Regions from separate parts of the Rattus norvegicus genome. Here regions 2 and 3 are each linked to region 1. Evidence: chromatin contacts called from public Hi-C data. All regions are on one chromosome and are shown on one strand. The core of a region is the stretch at or near the end of the contact, and the rest is flanking DNA. Distances in the headings are between cores, read along the strand shown. Region 1 holds the start of Mars2 (methionyl-tRNA synthetase 2, mitochondrial). Region 2 holds the start of Hspe1 (heat shock protein family E (Hsp10) member 1). Region 3 holds the start of Plcl1 (phospholipase C-like 1).

The links. Hi-C and Micro-C count contacts between places; a contact is called where the count stands out from the background.
Region 2: a contact with region 1 is called in a Hi-C map of frontal cortex, with 3 times the contacts expected there. The contact joins the promoter of Hspe1 here to the promoter of Mars2 in region 1. A contact is called at or near these places in 1 of 12 Hi-C or Micro-C datasets (frontal cortex) and 1 of 1 datasets of contacts at active chromatin or transcription factors (oligodendrocytes).
Region 3: a Hi-C map of Schwann cells shows a contact between it and region 1, with 7 times the contacts expected there. The contact joins the promoter of Plcl1 here to the promoter of Mars2 in region 1. A contact is called at or near these places in 2 of 12 Hi-C or Micro-C datasets (Schwann cells and frontal cortex) and 1 of 1 datasets of contacts at active chromatin or transcription factors (oligodendrocytes).

Annotation. Positions count from the first base shown.
Region 1 is chr9:64,212,759-64,216,276 of GRCr8, forward strand. It overlaps Mars2 (methionyl-tRNA synthetase 2, mitochondrial), which reads left to right and starts at 2,177. Exons shown (of 3, transcript XM_039084841.2): 1 at 2,177-3,518. The coding sequence starts at 2,634.
Region 2 is chr9:64,083,062-64,086,320 of GRCr8, forward strand. It overlaps Hspe1 (heat shock protein family E (Hsp10) member 1), which reads left to right and starts at 1,266. Exons shown (of 4, transcript NM_012966.1): 1 at 1,266-1,539; 2 at 2,174-2,338. The coding sequence starts at 1,537. It overlaps Hspd1 (heat shock protein family D (Hsp60) member 1), which reads right to left and starts at 976. Exons shown (of 12, transcript NM_022229.2): 1 at 921-976; 2 at 1-96. The coding sequence starts at 94.
Region 3 is chr9:64,394,470-64,397,979 of GRCr8, forward strand. Plcl1 (phospholipase C-like 1) reads left to right here and starts at 1,507. Exons shown (of 6, transcript NM_053456.2): 1 at 1,507-2,217. The coding sequence starts at 1,975. LOC120094794 (a long non-coding RNA gene) reads left to right here and starts at 2,224. Exons shown (of 2, transcript XR_005489492.2): 1 at 2,224-3,510.

The DNA.
Region 1 (3,518 bases), core at 927-3,426:
CACACACACACACACACACACACACACACCTCCCCCCACAACCCCCCCCACACACACCTTACACAGATACACACACACCTCTCACAGACACACAGACACACACCTCACACACACAGACACACACACACCTCACACACACCACACACACACACACACACACACACACACACAAACAGACACACACCATAGAAACATAAAATTGGAAACTATACCAGATAAGAAGAAGGTAAAAACTGAGCAAACCAAACACCATCTCCATGGGTACTATTGATTTTGTTTCATGTTGGCCATTTGTTGTTGAGCATGGGGCCTACCCTAAGTGTGGTTTATATCCTAGTAAGATATCCACTGGAGAAAACAAGTTTTTCATTTGCAAGTAGTAGTCAACTGGATGTAGCTTCTGGGTTAGGGATGTGAGCTTGTGACCATGTCCCTCTCAGCACTAGGGCCCATCAGGCCCCTACTTGTAGAGCCCTGTGCATGCTGCTTCAGTCTCTTTGAGTTCATACCTGCATCTGTCCTGTCTGGAAGGCACTGTTTTCTTGGTGTCTCTCATTTCTACTGCCTCTTACTGTCTTTTTCTTTCTTTCTCTTCTGCATAGTTTCCTGAAACCTGAAGTTTGATGAAGATGCCCCATTCAGGACTGAGCGTTCCATAGTCTTTCATTCTCTGCACATTGTTCACTCATGGGTCTCTGTTAAGCTCTCACCTGTAGGAGGGAGCTTCTCTGATGCTGGCTGAGTGAGACAGTGATCTATTTGTACAGCAGAATGTTAAGGATCATTTTACTGTTATTGTTCTTTTAGCAGAACATTCCCGTGTGTCCCTGGCCTGTCTAGTCTTAGGTTCTTGGCCAACTGAGAAGTGTCGGGTACTGGCTTTATTTCATGGAGTTCCTAAATCCAATAAGCTGGTGGTTGGTTACTCCCACAACCTTTGTGGCACTATTGTACCAGCAGATCATGCATCAAGATCATCATGTATATCAAAAGGTTTGTAACTGGGTTGGTGCTTACCTTTATTTCTAGTAGCATGCAGACTACCTTCCAGTACCATGAAACTAGTGAGTCTGCAGACCCCAACTTTTAAGTTTACATACTTTCTACTTGCCTTTTGCAAATTCGCAGATCAACCAGAACAGACTAGATTATGCTGTGGATGTTTGTCTCACTTTCTGTAGTTCCTGTAGAGAATTTCATCAGTCTATCTTTTTTTTTTTTTTATTCTTTTTTTTTGGAGCTGGGGACCGAACCCAGGGCCTTGCACTTCCTAGGCAAGTGCTTTACCACTGAGCTAAATCCCCAACCCCCATCAGTCTATCTTCTAAACCATCACAGAAAGCACATCCAACTCACCACCAGTCTTTACACACCATGTACAAGTCAAAAAGAATGAACAATATGGTTGAATCTTAGGAATAAAATGTTGAATTAGAAAGGTAAGATAGAGACTACCTGCCCCCCGTCTTTTTTAAGATGTAATTAATATAAGCAGTGTTACTCAGATGCACTGCTTCTATACAGGAATGTGGACGTGAAGGCAAAACTCAGGGCTGTTACTGCTCATGGAAGAGGGTTAGCACACAGCGAATAGATCTAAACTGCAGCTCATCTCTAACTTAAATGTTGATGTGCATTGCAGTTCATTGGGGGAACTCAGTAAAGCTTCTATCGTTGGTCTGAGATTCCAGTTTCTGCCTCAGCAGTAGTGAAAGGGCCTCAGAATATGTATGTCTAACTAAGTTCTTGCTGTCTCCTTCTGCTTTGGGGACCATCTTTTGAGAATCACCAACAGTACTTAAGTTAGGTGAGGGTTTATAGGTGTTTTATCTGATTTTATTATGTGCATATGTACACCGTTTAAATGGTGTAGGGAGGCCAGTTGTGGATGAGAAAATATGCTTCGAGCCAAGGATTAATAATACAATTTTGGGTTTCTAAATTCTCTCTCGCTAAAAATTAGGATTCCATACTAAAAGCGCAGTCTTGGAAGAACTTGAAGACCATTTGAGGAGAAAATTGTGACTGGTTTTGCACAATAAGGCTGAAAGTTAACGTTTCCTTATCTGCACGTCTGTGACTCGGCACTCCGATGCCTGGATGATTCTCAAATCAACCCTTAAGGCTCAGCAAAATGTTCAGACACGTTATTTCCTTTTCTCCCGTGCTTATCCTTCCCTAAAGTGCTCTAGGAAATTATTTTTCCTTTCTTTCAGATTTATTTAGATTCTGAGATAAACGCCGGATTTGTGCCTTGCTATATGACAGTTAATGGATTTGGGAAAATACCTCAATATAAAAATCTTGCCAACAAGTTCAGTCCAGAACCGATTAGTTCAGTTCAGATCCACAGCAGATCCCAACGAGTAAAACTGCACAACACTCGGGCTACGCTCTCCTTTCACCAACTGCCCTGACACGGAACCCATTAGCCGACTACTCAAAAACTCCCGCCGGCCAGCGGCCCTTGCGCGCTGCAGGAAGCCTGTGGAGGCAGGCGTGGGCGAGGCTACAGGAGTCACTGCTCGTCGTTCATTGGCTTCCGCGCCGGAAGCTGCGGTGCCGCCCAGCTGCGCACGCGCCCTCTCACGTGCTTGGGAACGCCGCCTTCAGTGCTGGGGCCGGCTGGCACCATGCTGCGGCAGTGCGCTCTGTGGGTGCTGACGCGCACCCCGGCCGGCCGCGGCTGTCGCCGCTACAGTTCGTGCTCGCCGAGCGCTAGTGGCGACGCTCGGGAAGCGCGGGCCTACTTCACCACACCCATCTTCTACGTGAACGCCGCGCCGCACATCGGGCACCTGTACTCCGCGCTGCTGGCCGACGCCCTGTGCCGCCACCGTCGTCTCCGAGTTCCCGGCTCTGGGTCCACGCGTTTTTCTACCGGTACGGACGAGCACGGCCTGAAGATCCAGCAGGCGGCAGCCACCGCGGGCCTGGCCCCGATCGAGCTGTGCGATCGAGTGTCTGCCCAGTTCCTGCAGCTTTTCCGGGAGGCTGGCATCTCCTCCACCGACTTTATCCGCACCACGGAGGCTCGGCACCGGGTAGCGGTGCAGCACTTCTGGGGTGTGCTGGAGGCCCGGGGTCTGCTTTACAAAGGGATCTATGAAGGGTGGTATTGCGCCTCGGATGAGTGTTTCCTGCCTGAGGCCAAGGTCACTCGGCAGGTGGGTCCGTCCGGGGATCCTTGTCCTGTCTCTCTCGAGAGCGGACACCCTGTCTCCTGGACCAAGGAAGAAAATTACATTTTCAAGCTTTCTCAGTTCCGAGAACCACTCCAGCGGTGGCTTCGAAACAACCCTCAGGCGATCACACCGGAACCGTTCCACCAGGTAGTTCTTCAGTGGCTGGAGGAGGAGCTGCCTGATTTGTCGGTTTCTCGGAGGAGTAGCCATCTGCACTGGGGCATTCCAGTTCCCGGGGACGACTCGCAGACTATCTACGTGTGGCTGGATGCCCTGGTCAACTACCTCACTGTAGTTGGCTACCCGGATGCAGATTTCAAGTCTTGGTGGCCA
Region 2 (3,259 bases), core at 16-2,515, 130 kb before region 1:
ATTTTACATCTTTGGCATAGGCCCGAGTGAGATGAGGAGCCAGTGCCCGAGACACTGGTCTCATCTGGCGAAGGACTGTGGGTAGTCGAAGCATTTCTGGGGAAAGAAAAAAAGTATCACTACAAACTTGTCCAACGGTGCTTCAAAATATGGTGGCTAGATTGGAGTTCTGCTGTTCTCTGCTAACGGCGCTGCAGATTCAGGACATAATCTGTTAACCAACTGATCATGGAGGCTGCCCCCATGCCTGACCTACAGCACTAGCACAAAGCACACGAAACCACCTCCCCATGGCCACCCCCTCCTGCCCTCTCGAGTTAATCTTTCACTGCCAAAACGGCCTTGGAAGCAGATCCACTCCGAAAAGTGTCTGAAAAAAAAAGTTGGTGTAAGCAGGCAGGTTCTAAATGCAAGTGCCTAGAGAATCACAGAAGTACTAATGACGGTGCAAAACCCTCTAAGGAGAGTGTCGCCCGCCAGGCATCCACCCGGAGCTACAGTAGCACAGCAGCAAGCAAGGCCGGAGGAAAAGGGCCCTAGCTCAGCGCAGCCGCGCAGCCCCACGTGTCTTCTCGACCAGGAGCCCCGAGCAAGGTCAAAGTGAAGGCGCCGGATCACCGCGGCCACAGCGGACTAGAGGACCGCGACCACCCTCCGATAGAGCCCTACAGTGCGCCAGGCGCAGATGGAACCACAGGGCCCAAGTTGCTCCCACCCTAGCCCGCCCTTGCTCCCGCGCTTAGCCTAGGTCGCGTGGTGCCCGCCGCACGTGATGAAAGCAGTATGGCCCTACTGGGCCTGAACAAGTGAACCGAGCCTGCGGCGTCGCTGACAGACTTATCCCCCAGCCCTCCGTGCTCGGTCCGCGCTGCAAGCAGGCCCACGAGCACCGGGCCGCCGTGCACGCCGAGGCCGCGTACCTGCGGGGCGGCGGCGGAAGAGCACGAGGCGAGGCAGGCCGTCTGCGGCGAGTGAGGGACCCAGCACTGGGCGCGCACCGCAATGAGCCCGAGTCCCCTCCCTCCCCGGCCCCGCCCCGCGGCCCCGCGTGCGCGCGCGCGCGCGCCCCACTTCTCCCACGCCCCGGCCCTGCAATCTGCATGCGACGCGCGCGGCCCCGCCCTCCTTACCTGAGCGGCCTCAGCCCCGTGGCCTCAGCACTCTCCCGCCGCCGTACACTGGTTCCTGGGCCGCGCTCGGTTCTAGAACCTTCCGGAAGGCCCCGCGCTTTTCGTGGGTGAAAGGTCAAGTGGCGTCATTTCCGGGAGGGGCTTGTTCTTTCACCTCAGCGGCCGACCTGGAAAAGCCTAGAAAGTGCTCCCCTTTTCTTCCGCCTCCGGCTACCCGCATCGGCCGCCTGCGCGGAGTCCTGGCCACCAATCGGCGCGCGCGCTGGAGTGGCCGCCTTCTCTCACGCTAAGGGGCTGAGTGCGCCTGCGCGCTGCGCTGTCTTTTCACGTGTCCTGAGCCGGCCCACGGGAGTCTCCTTGCAGCAGGAGTCCGAGTGCAGAGTCCGGAGCTGCGGCGGCGTAAGTCATGGTGAGTGTCTCGTGGCTGGCAGGCCGACGGATCCAGTTCGGCCTGCGGCCCACGGCGAGCCCATGTGCGCTTTGGGACTAGCAGGACAGGACAGGGGTCCACTCAGTGTCCAGCGACCTCCCGTTGCTCTACAGAAGCGAGGCCTATCCGACCCTTTCTCCACCACGGCTTTTCTGCACGCACGTGTGCGGCAGGCGTCTGGAGCAGGGGGCGGGCGCCCGGGTACATACTCAGAAGCCCACCTGCCCTGGCACGGCCTAGGTGAATGAGTCCTATGTTGGAGAAAGAGTAAGATCGGGGCTTAAAAATTGACACCACTCCCCTGTTACTCGAGTTTGAAAAAAAAATCTAAAGGAAAAATATTTGACCTTGGAAAAGACCAAGGTTGCGATTGCTGATGAGCAATGAAGACCCCCGCCCCCCACACACTCACAACAGACAAGGAAATGAAAATCAACTTGGCTTATATGGAGTGAACATTGAAGGGTATATTCTAAAGATACACTTGAGTTTTCTTGTCATTTTGGAAGGCTTTGACCTATTGGGAGTTAAGGTTTGCAGTGGTATTTATTAACTTCGTCTCCTGACACTTCGAACTTAATTACTGTCTGTTTGAACACATTTCTCTCCACAGGCTGGACAAGCTTTTAGGAAGTTTCTTCCGCTATTTGACAGAGTATTGGTTGAAAGGAGTGCCGCTGAAACTGTGACCAAAGGTGGCATTATGCTTCCAGAAAAGTCTCAAGGAAAAGTATTGCAAGCAACGGTCGTGGCTGTGGGATCAGGCGGGAAAGGAAAGGTAACCCGGAGCTCCTAGAGTGGTACAGAATTTTATGTGTGATGTGGAAGGAGAGGAATTGGTTTGTTAATTAAAAAGTTAATTAAAATGGCAAGGTTTTTTTGGAAGTAATTTCAAGTTAGATTTCAATTCACGAAGAACCTCGCATTCAGGAAAACAATTTTAGAATTGTTTTATATTTCTAAGGAATGACAGGGACTGTAAAAAGGCAGAGGGTATTTGAGTGTATGACTGTATGTGCACATGTCTGTATGATGTGTTGCAGGGCCATCTCCACCTTACTCTTTTGGGGTAAAGTCGTGTTGAACTAGTCTGGTTTCTGGCCTGAGCATGTTGGGGGTTACATCCTTTTTACTATAGTGTTGGGATCCCAACTTGGGTTCCCATACTTTGATAGCAAGTCTCTTTACCCACTGAGCTAATTCAGCAGTGCCCCACACTACAGATTAAAAAGTGCCTGCCTTGATAGTGCCTCATGCCTCTGGCCCAGGTTCTTTGGAGGCCAAGGCAAGTGGATTATAGAGCCTTGTAGGCCAACAGGAGGTACAGGACGAGACCATATCTCAAAGTAAAACAAAACCTCACAAAATGAAATACCTCTGTAGTGGGTTGGGGATTTAGCTCAGTGGTAGAGCGCTTGCCTAGCAAGCGCAAGGCCCTGGGTTCGGTCCCCAGCTCTGAAAAAAAAAAAGAAATACCTCTGTAGTTATTTTGTAGCCTACTCTTCAAATTTTAAATAGACAGAAGATCATACAAGTAGATAAACCCAGGGGTCTTTTCAGAATTGAAGGAGGTATTTAATAAGGCACAAAACTAATTCTAGCACAGGTACAGTGCTGAGTGAGGGGGATCCAGAATTAATGGCCAGTCAGTTTTTACATAGACCCCATCACCCCACTCCCGTTCCCCAAAAGCAAGGGT
Region 3 (3,510 bases), core at 257-2,756, 180 kb after region 1:
TAATCTAAAGTTGGCTATACTTCTGAGGACAAAATATATTTTCTCTGTTACAGTTGTGAAGCAGCGCTTGTTATCTTGGTTGTAGTTCTCATCATTTCACTAGAGGGCGGTGTTGCTTCTAAAACCAGAGCTCGCAGCTCATCTAGAGGATACTCTTTTCTGGAGTGCTCGTATATTTAAAGAAAAGGTAAAGTCAGATCTTACTAGTCTTCCCTAGGAGATGATAAATGTCAAATGTGAATCCTCCCAAGAGTCACATCCAGTTCTGACTGGTCGTAGCCCCAGGGGAGCTAGATTAAAAAAAAAAGTGAAGAGAGCACGGAGGTTGCTGGGTAGCAGATCTGATTTTAGTGTCTGTACCAATCAGTCGGTAGACAAGGCCTCCCTGGGCTTTCATTTAAAAATAAAAGAGCTGCCCTAGATGATCCCCAAGACTCCCAGTCCATCTTTAAAATGCTAGAATTCTAATATAATTCTGGCTCTCAAGGGCTTAAGAATTTCTTGGTGCTTTTGGCCACGTTACGGAAAAAGTAAATCTTGAATTATGAAATTATTAATTGAAATCCATTTAATGATCTAAGTGAGGTTTAATATAGACCTTGATGCTCCAAATATTTTAAATGAAAATGCTGTCTTCCAACTCTGCAGGGACCTTAGAACCATTGTCTACGTTTGCTCACAGTTTGGTTAATGCTATTGAATCTCTACTCTCTTGATCCTAGCTAGCTTGGTGTGGAAGGAGCAAAATGAATTGATTTAGAATTATATGTAGAAAGGAGGCTGAACCCTCGTTCGGGAACGTTTTAGGGAAGAAACTAAACCTGCCAATGACCGTGTTGTGATGTGGCTTCCAACATATCTGCGGTTCATCCAGGGGGCGGTCCAAGGGTTTTCATTGCGCTGATTTCTCTTACCCTGCCCCTTTCTCCCAACTCCTTGTAATCACTCAGATTACTGAGTGAATGTAGAATCCGCTCATAGAACCCGAGGCAAATTGTGGAACTCCAGGGTCCTAGTGCGTGGACTTCACTTCTAAGGATTGGCAGAAGAGCCTGTGATTAACCCTTGGCTGTGCCAAGTGTCACTATCACCCCAAATGATCTGACCTTCTCGCTCAACACCCTCTTTCTTCCAGATTTGCTGTGTTGCAGGTAGTGTTTCTTCCGGCGTCTCCCTGACGCCCGCATCCCACCCCTCCCCCGTTTCATTTCTTGCACCTTCAGCTTGTTTTCGCCTCTTTAAACTTCCTAAAATGTACTCCGAGTGCCTGCGGGTGCGCACACTGGCGCGCGCATCCTCGCCTAGTACCGGGGCCAGCGGGGCTGGGCAGGCTCCGAGCAACAGAACACATTCCATTCTTCGCGCTCGGGCACACCCCTCCGCCGTAAGGATTGGTCCGGCCGAACCCCCCCGGCGAGCCTCGGCTCCTGAGAGGCCCGGGCGCCTGCCAATCCCCATGGGCTGTCAAAACAAGTCTTCCCTCCCTGTCACAGGCGAGCGGAGTGGAGGCAGCCGCCGCCGCACTTCCTGAGGCCGCCGCTCCGCGGTCGGCGGGCAGGTGGCTGGTGGCCGGTCCGCAGTCGCCGCTCGGGCCGCGCGCGTCCAGGCTTCGGAGGGTTCGGAGGCTCCGGGCTCCGGCGCCCGCTGTCTTTTGTCTGCGCAGAGCCGGCGCTCGCCTCCCGTCGCCGGTACCTCCCGCTGCTTTTCGCCTGCTTCTCCCTCCCGCTCACATCTTCTCCCCGCCCCCGCCGCCGGTCCGCGCCGGCCCGCTGACCTCCTGGACCACAGCCCGAGGACGCCTCTGCCCGAGTGATGTCTCCTCTCTACAAAGTTGCGGCCGCCGCTGCAGCCGCCGTCGCGCGCTGAAACAAAGTCTAGCGGCGTTTCCTTCTGGTGCCTGAGCGCACCCTTACTCAGGGCTGGACGCCGCTGGCGGTCGTGCTGTCTCGCCGGGAGCCTAGAACGTGCTTGGCCATGGCTGAGGGCGCGGCTAGCAGGGAGGCTCCGGCGCCTCTCGACGTTGCGGAGGGCGAAGACGACCCTCGAGCCGGCGCCGATGCTGCCTCCGGGGACGCTGCACCCGAGGCCTCGGGGGGCCGGATGAGGGACCGTCGCAGCGGGGTTGCGCTGCCGGGCAATGCGGGGGTCCCCGCGGATAGCGAGGCTGGCCTCCTGGAGGCGGCACGAGCGACCCCCCGGCGCAGCAGCATCATCAAGGTAAGCGGAGCCACAGCGGCCCGGAGCCTGGGACTGGGTGTCGGGTGGGTAGGGGACACCCCCCTCCCCAACCCCGGGCAGGATGTTCGTTGCCCCTGGCGTCGCAGGCTAGGCATTGTTTTCTTATACCACCTTCATAGCCAAACCTTCCTGCCTAGTCCGGAGGTTCCCAGAGTCAGCTGCTGGCCTTGAGAAGCAGAAGTGACTTCCCCTCAGTCAGTGGAGGAAAAGTTCCTCTCTGCGCTCTGCGCTTCTGCGGTTTGATGGATGCTTTTCCTCATTTTCGCCGCAAGCCTCACTAACCGGTAGATGGGAGGAGGGAGGGAGGACTTGGGATAAACGCAGACTTGCGGGCTGGCTGTGCATTTTCCAGAGGAGGGCTAGCTTTCCCGAATAGCAATGGCAATGCACAGCCTACTTAAGTGTGTGTGGGAAATCTCCCCAGACACAAATAGTTCTGAAATCCTGAACTTTGCAGATAGGTAGGCAGAGTTTGCAGCGGATGCTGCAGCATACAGCATAGAAGGGATGAAGGAAGAGCTCAGAGGTTTTGAGCTGCAGAAAACACACATCCGGGAAAACGTTCCCAGACTCCCCTAGCATCCCCAGAGGATTTGCCTTTATCCATCTGCCAAGGAATTGTAAACCTTTCTTTGCCCTATTTTTTATTTATTTCTGTCTTCCACTTTGAACTTGTTTCCCATGTTCGAAAGTTCATCTTTTGGGTGTATGACTTTGGAGTAATTTTTTTCAGGTAAGAGCCCTGGTGTTAGCTCTGGAATAGGGCCTCTTAGCATAGATCCCTGCGAATACTACGTACATGTGAGATTAAAGTTGATCCTGGTAAAGCAGTCAGTGTGGATGTACACCCTTAAGAGTTACACACAATACACCAGAGGCGACAGTAAAAGGTCTGGGAGCCGCCTACTATTCAACCTACTGACTTACCCGGTAGGCTCACACATTCAGGAAGCTTGCTTAGGTTTAAACCAAGCGACCACCGTGTAAGTGTAATGCTTATCTTCTTTCCTAAGCTACCAGCACCAATGTTTGTACCCACATCCACCTATCTCTAAGCACTATCTATGTTTTTTCCTCCAACACGGACACATGGAAGTTTAAAAGCTACAGGGACACTTCCTGTTAAAAGTGGATGATCATTTAAAATAACTTGTAGTAGTTTGTTTGCTTATCTATACTTTTTCATAACGTGCAAAGAGAATTATATTCTGAATGTGAATTTGGATAAGAGAAATGGCCCTCTTTTAATACCACAAGTCAGAAATCATATTG